Regions from separate parts of the Mus musculus genome. Here region 2 is linked to region 1. The links are chromatin contacts, called in public Hi-C maps. All regions are on one chromosome and are shown on one strand. The core of a region is the stretch at or near the end of the contact, and the rest is flanking DNA. Distances in the headings are between cores, read along the strand shown. Region 1 overlaps Grin2a (glutamate receptor, ionotropic, NMDA2A (epsilon 1)). Region 2 overlaps Grin2a (glutamate receptor, ionotropic, NMDA2A (epsilon 1)).

Region 1 (4,285 bases), core at 686-3,185:
TACCCATCCAAGGGCACCGTGCACACTGCCTCTTTGCCCATATTTTTCCGTAGAAAGGATTTTTCATGTGACCACTTCACAGCGTGTCAGTTACTTTCCAAACTACTTCCACATGGAAGCAAAGCTAGAGATTGTTTTCCTCTCCTGAACCTCATCCCCCTCATCCCCTCCAGTTCCGCAGCCTCTCACGTCCTCATCAATCCAGATCAAGCATGTGGCTTGCCACCTGCATCCTAGCTCAGGCTCCGTATACCTAGCTCAGGCTCTGTCGGTAAGATACGGGGTTGGCTGCCTATGACTCAAAGGGCTGAGATGAGCGGTCTGATAGTTCGCCGCACGGGACTTTTTATTTTCTCCTAGTATTGATCGAAGCTCCTGCTGTGACTCTGCAAGGTTGCAGTGAGCCAAGATATGTCACCAGTGGCCACAGTCATGACATCTTTGAAAGAGTCCCAGTACCTGCCTCTATGTGGAGCAGGTACTTGATGCTACAAGATACCCACCAGGCTCCTCCACAGCATCAAACACGGGGCCAGAATCTCCTGTGAGGAGGGGCAGCTGCAAGCCACAACGCAACATTTCTCTCCTTCCCAGGAATGAATATGAAGGCACATGTTAATATGAGCGGACATCCTCTTTGGATTTTTCATTTTCCCATAAGTGATTGTATTAGTTATCTTTCTTATTGCTATTCACAAATACCTACTAAGTAGCCACTTACAGTTGCAAAAGATTGTTTTGGCTTTCAGTTTAAGGACACTATCCATTATGGCAGGGAAGAAACTTGGACATCTGGTCACACAGATCACAGTGAGGAGACAGAAAATAAGGCCAGGCTATTAAATCTTAATAAGGCTCCTCCTCCGGAAGGTTCCACAACCCTCCCAAACAGTGTGGGTCCCCAGCAGCTGGAGACCCATTGTATACAAGCTTATAGGGGACATTTTGCACTCAAAGCAGAACAGAAACTTCACTCAATTTGGGGACTGCAAAAGCCATTGATAATCTCAAAGCCCAAGAATTGTATATTTTTGATGTGAATACAGTCTCTCCTCTTAAGTTGCCTACTTGAGATTTCCACTTGAATCCTTCAAAAGCATATTCAATTCAACATGTCTGAAATGTACATATCTCTGCTTCTTACCCACCCCACAATGTTTCTTTGTCAGCTTCTTGTGTTTAGTAAAAGACGTAGCCATCCACCCAGCTGCGAAGTCTGAAATACTTTTCTCTTCATTATGTCATACTCGTCCATCAGTGCTGGTTACCTTGGTACCCAGTGAGCGCTAAGCGAATCACTTCCTTTTAGAAGCTTGGCTGGAACTCCTCTAAGTTGCCATCCCTGCCATTGCCTCCTGGCTGGTCTCCGTGTTTATACACTGAGACCTCCCACTCCCAATATGCACTCTGCCAGCCGGCCCCCAAGTAATGAAGGTAGTACTTGTATTTACTTTATCTCCTCACTGAGCTGGGCCACAGCAAGCATCACTATATATTACTAAGTGACCAGGTTTCAGAATGACCGTATCTCCAGTACTCCACCCTGAAGGAAAGGAATCCATATGTCTCCTTTGCTAGGTGTGTGCTGGTTCCAAGACTTACATCTGGCCTTAGGCAAATCTGAAGAGTATTTGTACTCTTGTGTGACCCTCCCCCACCAATAACCCAAGCCACCTAACCAAGGTAAAGTCGCAGCCAACTGCTGCTTCTTCTGAGTTGCCAAAATCAAGTTTCCACCATTTGTCGAGCTATTCACTGGATGCCAATTGGAAATGATTGACTGCCATTGCGGGGTTGGCATACGGTGCTTTTGACTTCCAGCCAGAAGAGAGAAGGCTGGGTTCCAGGAAGGACGCTGCTGACTAAGCTACGGGACTCGATACCCAGAGCACTCAACCCACCCGTCCTGGGTCCAGCAAGACACAGGAGGGAGGCAACATCAAGAAGTGTACCCTGCAAAGTACCAACTGTACCCTGGGTGTTCACACATGTGTCATCGGCACCACCTTCCCCACAGATGCTTCGGTTGGTCTCACGTTTGCAAATAAGGAGACGGACAAGTTAAGTCACTTGCCCAGCAGAGGCAGGGCACTGTTTAGAGATCTACATTCTACAGTCAGAGCCTGCTGCAGAATACCTTGTCTCAGTTTGGCATCTGCCCCTGTGTTCTCTCATTACACCTCTTCTTTGCTGACTTACTCTGGGTCACACTTCCTGTCCCTGAATTAAGGGTCCCCATCAACAGAAACAGCAGAGGCCCACAGGATACTGTGTTCTCTGGGGTAGCTAGCGCATTGCCAGAAATGTTTGTGCAGCAAATGCTGATCCCACTGATAAATATTTGCAAAGAGTTATCACATTCACCCAGGGAAGCTTGAGTGCCATCAAGCTTGGAGAATCAACCAAGCAGGATCTTTTATTGGCATTTTAAAAGAAACCAACAGTGAGAACTCTGATTATCAAATAAAAACACGCCAAGCAGGTTTAGTGCAGTCTTTCAGTGGGCCATTAAACCTGGAACCTTTTTTTGTTCCACTTCCTTGGACTGCATCAAGGGGGAGTGTTAGTGTTACCTGGACAGGGGTTGAACTCAGGACCACTCTGACTCTTTCCCCTTTCCTGTTAGGGGAACTTACAGTGCTCTTGCTTTGAGCAGAAGCCTGATTTCCAGGGTCAGGTAGTTGATAGAAGAGACGCTCAGATAAGGTTCTTTCAGATACGAATCCATAAAAGCAGTAGAGGGTGTTTCTCCCCTTCCTTTGTGCTGGAGATGTACCCAAGTGTTTCCAATGCAGTGAATTCTTCACATTCCACTGCAGCAACTAAAACAGCAGCCACACAACAAAGGGTGTAAGGCAGTCATTATCAAATAAAGCCTGAGGCTGGACCCATCCGTAGTTAAAGGTGGTTCATGGTCTTGCACGGGATTCACATTCAGTTCCCAGCACCCAGATCACACAGCTCATAACAACTTATGAATCTAGATCCAGGGGATGCGACACCCTCTTCTGGCCTCCACTGGTACCTGTCTGTACTCATGTGCACATACTCTCACACAAACACAGGCACAAGATGAAAAGATAAAATAAGTCCTAAAAAAGTGAAACTGGGACATGCAGCTGTGTTGAAGTTTGGTCTGTTGTTATGTGTTGTAATGCTAAACACCAGCCCCCAGGCCTGGTTGCCCCCGGGATGAGAGAATCTGTGTGCACATAAGTATGCTGTGTAACCTTGTCCCCACTCTCACGGTTATCTCTGATTGGTGAATAAAGATGCCTACAGACAACAGCTAGGCAGAAGACATGTAGGTGAGGTCGGGGCTCCTTGGCTTGGGGTCTGAGAAAGGACCAGGTGGAAAGACACCATGGGATAAGGGATCATGAGAACTGGCCATGTGGGTTGACTGGGGAGTAAGAGCAGCCTATGGGACATGGGAAATCATACTGATGGGGAAATAGATTCTAATAGCACAGAGGGTGGATATCTGCCCAGCTCTAATGCTTTAAAGACTTATTATAAATATAAGGTTGTGTGTCTTTTATCTGGAAACTGAATGACCAAAAGCTGAGTAGAAGCCCCCATCCCAGTTGAGATTAAATATCAACTACAACAAAGTGGCCAACCAACATGGGGCAAGAACTCACTTTTAACAAAGTTGCTTTCAGATTTCTAGATAAAAAACACACCCCATTTATATTTATAATAAGATTTTAAGGCACCAGGACAGGCAGGTCTGGCATCTCTCTCCCCTGCTTTGTGCATAGCTTGCCGCATGACCAGTATAAATTACAGGAATGACTGTAGAAAGCTGTGATCGCTTGATGAATATTCGTGGACGTCAGGTACTGATCAGGAACCACACTAATCGGTCTGCATGTAAAGGTCCATTTAATTATGCTAAGATAAAAAGATAATATGCACACACATACACACAAGCACACACACACACAGGAGAGAGAGAGAGAGAGAGAGAGAGAGAGAGAGAGAGAGAGAGAATGTGTGTGTGTAGGCACGAGAAAGAGAGGCGATAAAGTGGGGCAGAGCTGTCTAACCTCAGAAGAAAGCTGGCATTCAGAGTGGTAGGTATGTTACGTTTGGTGGGTTTGTAATACATTCAAAGTCCAGCCTGCTCCACACATAGTGCAATCACAGGGTCTTTCCCACCATGACAAGATTTTGCCAGAAAAGCACTCAATCTCCTTTTAAAGTCTTCTGTTTCCCTAAGTCTAAAAGGTGTCCCCATACCAATTTGATAGAGTGGCCACACATACATGGACATTCACCA
Region 2 (4,285 bases), core at 1,240-3,739, 150 kb after region 1:
ACACCGAGGCCATAGATGTAGAATGCTCTAGAACACAGAGTGTTCTCTTTCCTACATACCCCTAGAAGGCACAGGCATGAGCAGAAATAAAAAGAACCCACAAAAGAGAGGCTGGTGATGTGGTTGAATGGGCTGTCAGAGTATTGCCTACTATGTACCAGGCTCTGGGTACAGTCCCCTAACACTGCATAAGCCAAGAGTAGTAATGGACACTTGTGATCCCAACACTTGAGAAGCAGAGGCAGAACGACCAGGAATTCAGGGCCATCCTTGGTTATATTGCAAGTTTCAGGCCAGACTAAGCCAAAGACTCCACAACAAAAGAGGAGCCAGGCCACAAAGTGATATGCCCAGGAAGAATACAGCCGCATTCTCAGCTCCCTCTCTGGGTCACCATGGCCTTGCCAGCATCCTGGGAAACCTGGTTTCACAAGAAGTGGTTGCTCATGTCCTGATTAGGAGCCTAATACAATGTTACCCCCACTGTCATTTACAAAAGAACTGCTTTTAGGGCACAATGCTCTCCAAAGACAGATCCTTCCCGTAAGAGGCTGAGGCCCCTGACTCTGCCTTGCAATCACAAGCATCCTGCCATGCTTTTCAGGTCCTTGATAGCTCTCTTCTTCCCCAACCATGGTGTAAAAGCATGACAGTAAAAACAAAAGCCACACAGCCCACAGCTGTTTAGTTCATCTAAACGACCCCCCAGTGGCAGCCTGAGAAGTGTGTTCTATACCTGAGAGCACTGACAGCCCCAGCTGTCTTTCCTGCAGTTATGAATGCTCCCTGGACACATGCCATAGGCCAGAACCATCTTTGGACTGAAGAAACACAAAGGATAGGTATGGTGGCAGGTAAGTGTAACACCAGTGCTATGGGGGTGGGAATAGGCAGGTCCCTGGGCCATGCTGCTCAGCCAGCCTAATATACCTAGAGAGCTCTAGACCAGGGAGGAACCCTGCCTGAAAATCTAAAGTGGACAGCACTTGAGGACTGACATCTGATGCTGCCCATGGGCCTCTGAACACATACATTCATATGCACCTACACACATACTAGCACTTGCATACATGAACGAACACACACACACACACACACACACACCTTATAAAGAAGAGACACAAGACTCAGGACTTCAGTAGCCCAAATTCAAGTGGAACTTGAAGATAAGGGGTTAGTGAATGCAGTGATGTCTCAGTGTAATGCGTTGATGAGCTAGACAGGAAGAGAATACACTAAATTAGGTGCCCAGTGGAGACCTGCTAGGGTGCTAGCCTTCAAGCTGAGTCCTGGAGGATAAGACCATGCCTATGCAGAGGTGCTGTGGTCTCACCAATTGGATACCTTTGGCATGTATACATTAGTATCTTACACTTTCAGGTGCTGTCCAGAGAGTCAGGAACTTTCCAAGGTAACTAAGTTCTTATCTGTAGAACTTCTGTCCTTATCAAAGAGGCCTAGGAGAGCCCTACCTCATCTCTCATGTGAGGACATTAGAAAGTGACACTTACCTATGAACCAAGAAACAGCCCTCACCACATACTGCATCTGTGACCTTGAACTTGCAAGGCCCAAACATGAGCTTTATGATTTGTGATTGAGTTCTTGTCAGAGAACCCTGACTCTGTGCCTGACTGGCCAGAGCCTAAGCACATCACCGTGTGAGCTGCTTCATCTCAACCAGTCCACAGGGATGACCATGGAGCGGAACTCAACATGCAGTGTGAAGTTACTGAAGTCGGCACATCATTTTAACTGTTTGATTGAGAGTACTTGCTGCTCTTCCAGAGGACCCAAGTTTGGTTCCCAGCACCTAGACCAGGTGGCTCACAACTGTCTACAATGCCAGTTTGGGGGCATCTGATGCCTTCCACTGGCCCCCAACCCCAACCCCAGCATGCATGTGATGCACAGATATATGTACAGGCCCAACAACCATATGTATAAAATAAAATAATATAATTTAACAAATAGATTATTGAATAAATGCATGATCTACAGCAAATGTTACACAAAGCCATCTCTTATTTGTGAACCTCCTTCCAATTACCTAGTTGCCTGGATTCAGCCCAGTGCAGGGAGATCTGAGTCCCCTGTAGAGTCTCCTGTTATGGTTCTCACTTACAAGCCTTCAGCCAAATATTTATGAATAAGCAAATAAATGAATGTGTGGGCTTGCTCACTGCCTTATCTTTCAGCCACTGAAGTATATATACCTCCTTGTGAGTAGGTTTCCTCTGGAAGCAAGGGGCCTAGGCAGGCTTTACCATTTTTTTTGCAGAATAAAAGATGGAAGAGAAATAGTTATTAGCTACTGTTTTCTGCAAACGCCTAGCCATCTGCACCCCGTTACCTAAGCAGAGTCCTCTGTGGGTGCCAAACTTCAGAGCCCAGAAAGTTGGAAGGGATTCCAGGCTTGGATCCCTCAGGCTAGGCTATTCTTGGAAGCCGAGCCCTCACCTGCCACAGGAGAATGAGTCATGCCCGGGTTGAAGGCTTGATTTCTCTGTGAAAAGGAGTGGATCTGTACACCTCAGAACAAAAAGAGGATCGGAGCTCTGCCCCAGTGCTTCTTAAATCAGTGTCTCTGTCCCCAAATCTTCCCATTACAGCAGGATGGTGCCCAGAACCCTGTCACTAACTAAAAGTCCACCTTGAAGGAGATGAAGCAAGGTCAGCTACACTGTTCTCTTATACCAAATCCCCAGGCCTTCTCCGGCCCTGTGGAGCAGTTCTCAGCCACAGCTCCCCTCTCTAGGCTAAAGCAGCCCATTAGTTTCTCTCTGTGACCTGTGTTCTGTCCCATCTTCACCTGATAGAACCCACCATGGCTCCTAAAGATGTGGGCTAAGGGTGACAAACCCCTTGCTTTCTTATGTTGGCCATGTTCTTAAATGATGACAATCTGCCCCATTTAACATGGGCAGTTTCTATGATTTCATAGTCTTTGTCCCGAGTTCTGAGGAAGGCACCTGCATCCAGATATGAGCCATCCAGATTACTGGCAAGGGTCAGAGGCAGCTGGGACAGAAGGACAGCTGATGCTCTGGATGGCCTCGTGAATTCTACTTCCCTCCCTGCTTGCTCATCCCAATCACTGTTTCCATGCACATTCGTAAGCTCTGATTCCTACACATGCGCAGAAAGATGCCTCAGGTGAAAGTAGCTAATAAAAAACCACATTCAATCAAACTGTCACTTTGTTTATGAAAAAGTATGGAGTGTCTAGAAGTGGCAGGAAGGAGCGCTGGAGATTAATTCTCTAAAGTCGTTCTGATTAGAAGAAGAATTAAAACATTTACAAAAAGGAAAGTTTGTGACCCACGGAGACCCTGAAGCTGTGCATTCTTGAAGACAGCTTGGGGCAGCTGTAAGTATATCTTGGTGCAGACCAAGCTTCTAGTAGAGAGGTTTTTTTTTGTTTGTTTGTTTGTTTTATGTTTTTTTTTTTTTTGAGAAGAAATGTATCTGGATTGGATTGGGCTCAGCCACATCTCTTCAATACCTACTTCATTCATAAGGACACCTGTCCTAAAGCAAGTGCTTGTGGTATCTGAGTCACTCTGTGCAACTAATTAAGACAAGCAGGTCCTCAGACCCTCGGGCTTTAGGGAAGTCACACATCCTAATGCACAGAGTAGTCACAGGTCTAGACCAGAGTGGGAAGACAAAGTCTTACTGTGCAGCCCACCTTGGCCTCAAACTCATCTTTCTCCCGCCCAGCATCTCACTGTTGGGGTCCCAGACACGCAGTACCACACCATCTTCATTTCAGACTCTGTCTGAAAAACAGGCAACAGAATGGTAGCCCATGAGTTACATAGAAATGATAAACGGGTGTCAGCCAGCCGCTAAGTGGGTGTCACCTGTCACACAGCCATGGATGTCTGATACACCAGTGAAGTACCAATTATTTCTAAAGAGGTTCAGCTGGAGATGACATCAGCAGTACCAAGACAGCGACCAGGCACTCTGTGTTCTCCTGTGGCCTCCGTTAGTGATAAGAAAGTAGGAAAGCCTGCAAACCTACCTCACCCATTTCTTTCTCCTGCCATAGGCATTTTAAAAATTAAAGGCCGCCATGGGCAGCCTGAGCCGACTTGATCACAGTGATTAAACGAGCTTCCTCTAAGAGCAGAAGAAGGAGGGCCCTCTTGTCGGGGAGGGATTGGGGCAGGTTGCTCTTAGCCAGAAATGGGAGGGGGACCTGTTTTCTAAAGAAACATTCAAGTCTCAAACCAAAAAATAAAATAAAATAAAATAACCAACAACAAAAACTTCAGCC

Evidence for each region. Hi-C and Micro-C count contacts between places; a contact is called where the count stands out from the background.
Region 2: a Hi-C map of cerebellum shows a contact between it and region 1, with 2.0 times the contacts expected there. The contact joins two enhancer-like sites. A contact is called at or near these places in 5 of 484 Hi-C or Micro-C datasets (brain, cerebellar granule neurons, cerebellum and 1 more) and 2 of 115 datasets of contacts at active chromatin or transcription factors (both in embryonic stem cells).

Annotation. Positions count from the first base shown.
Region 1 is chr16:9,751,441-9,755,725 of GRCm38.p6, forward strand. The region is part of intron 4 of Grin2a (glutamate receptor, ionotropic, NMDA2A (epsilon 1)); the gene reads right to left. Among named protein-coding and RNA genes, the nearest start is that of Grin2a, 240 kb to the right of the region's middle. Within about 2 kb of position 1,936, at least 13 of the 459 cell types and tissues checked have an H3K27ac peak or open chromatin away from gene starts, as enhancers often do. A contact at or near this core is called in cerebellar granule neurons, cerebellum and cerebral cortex, where this site is marked.
Region 2 is chr16:9,900,787-9,905,071 of GRCm38.p6, forward strand. All of the region lies in intron 3 of Grin2a (glutamate receptor, ionotropic, NMDA2A (epsilon 1)), which reads right to left. Among named protein-coding and RNA genes, the nearest start is that of Grin2a, 93 kb to the right of the region's middle. Within about 2 kb of position 2,490, at least 17 of the 459 cell types and tissues checked have an H3K27ac peak or open chromatin away from gene starts, as enhancers often do. A contact at or near this core is called in cerebellar granule neurons, cerebellum and cerebral cortex, where this site is marked.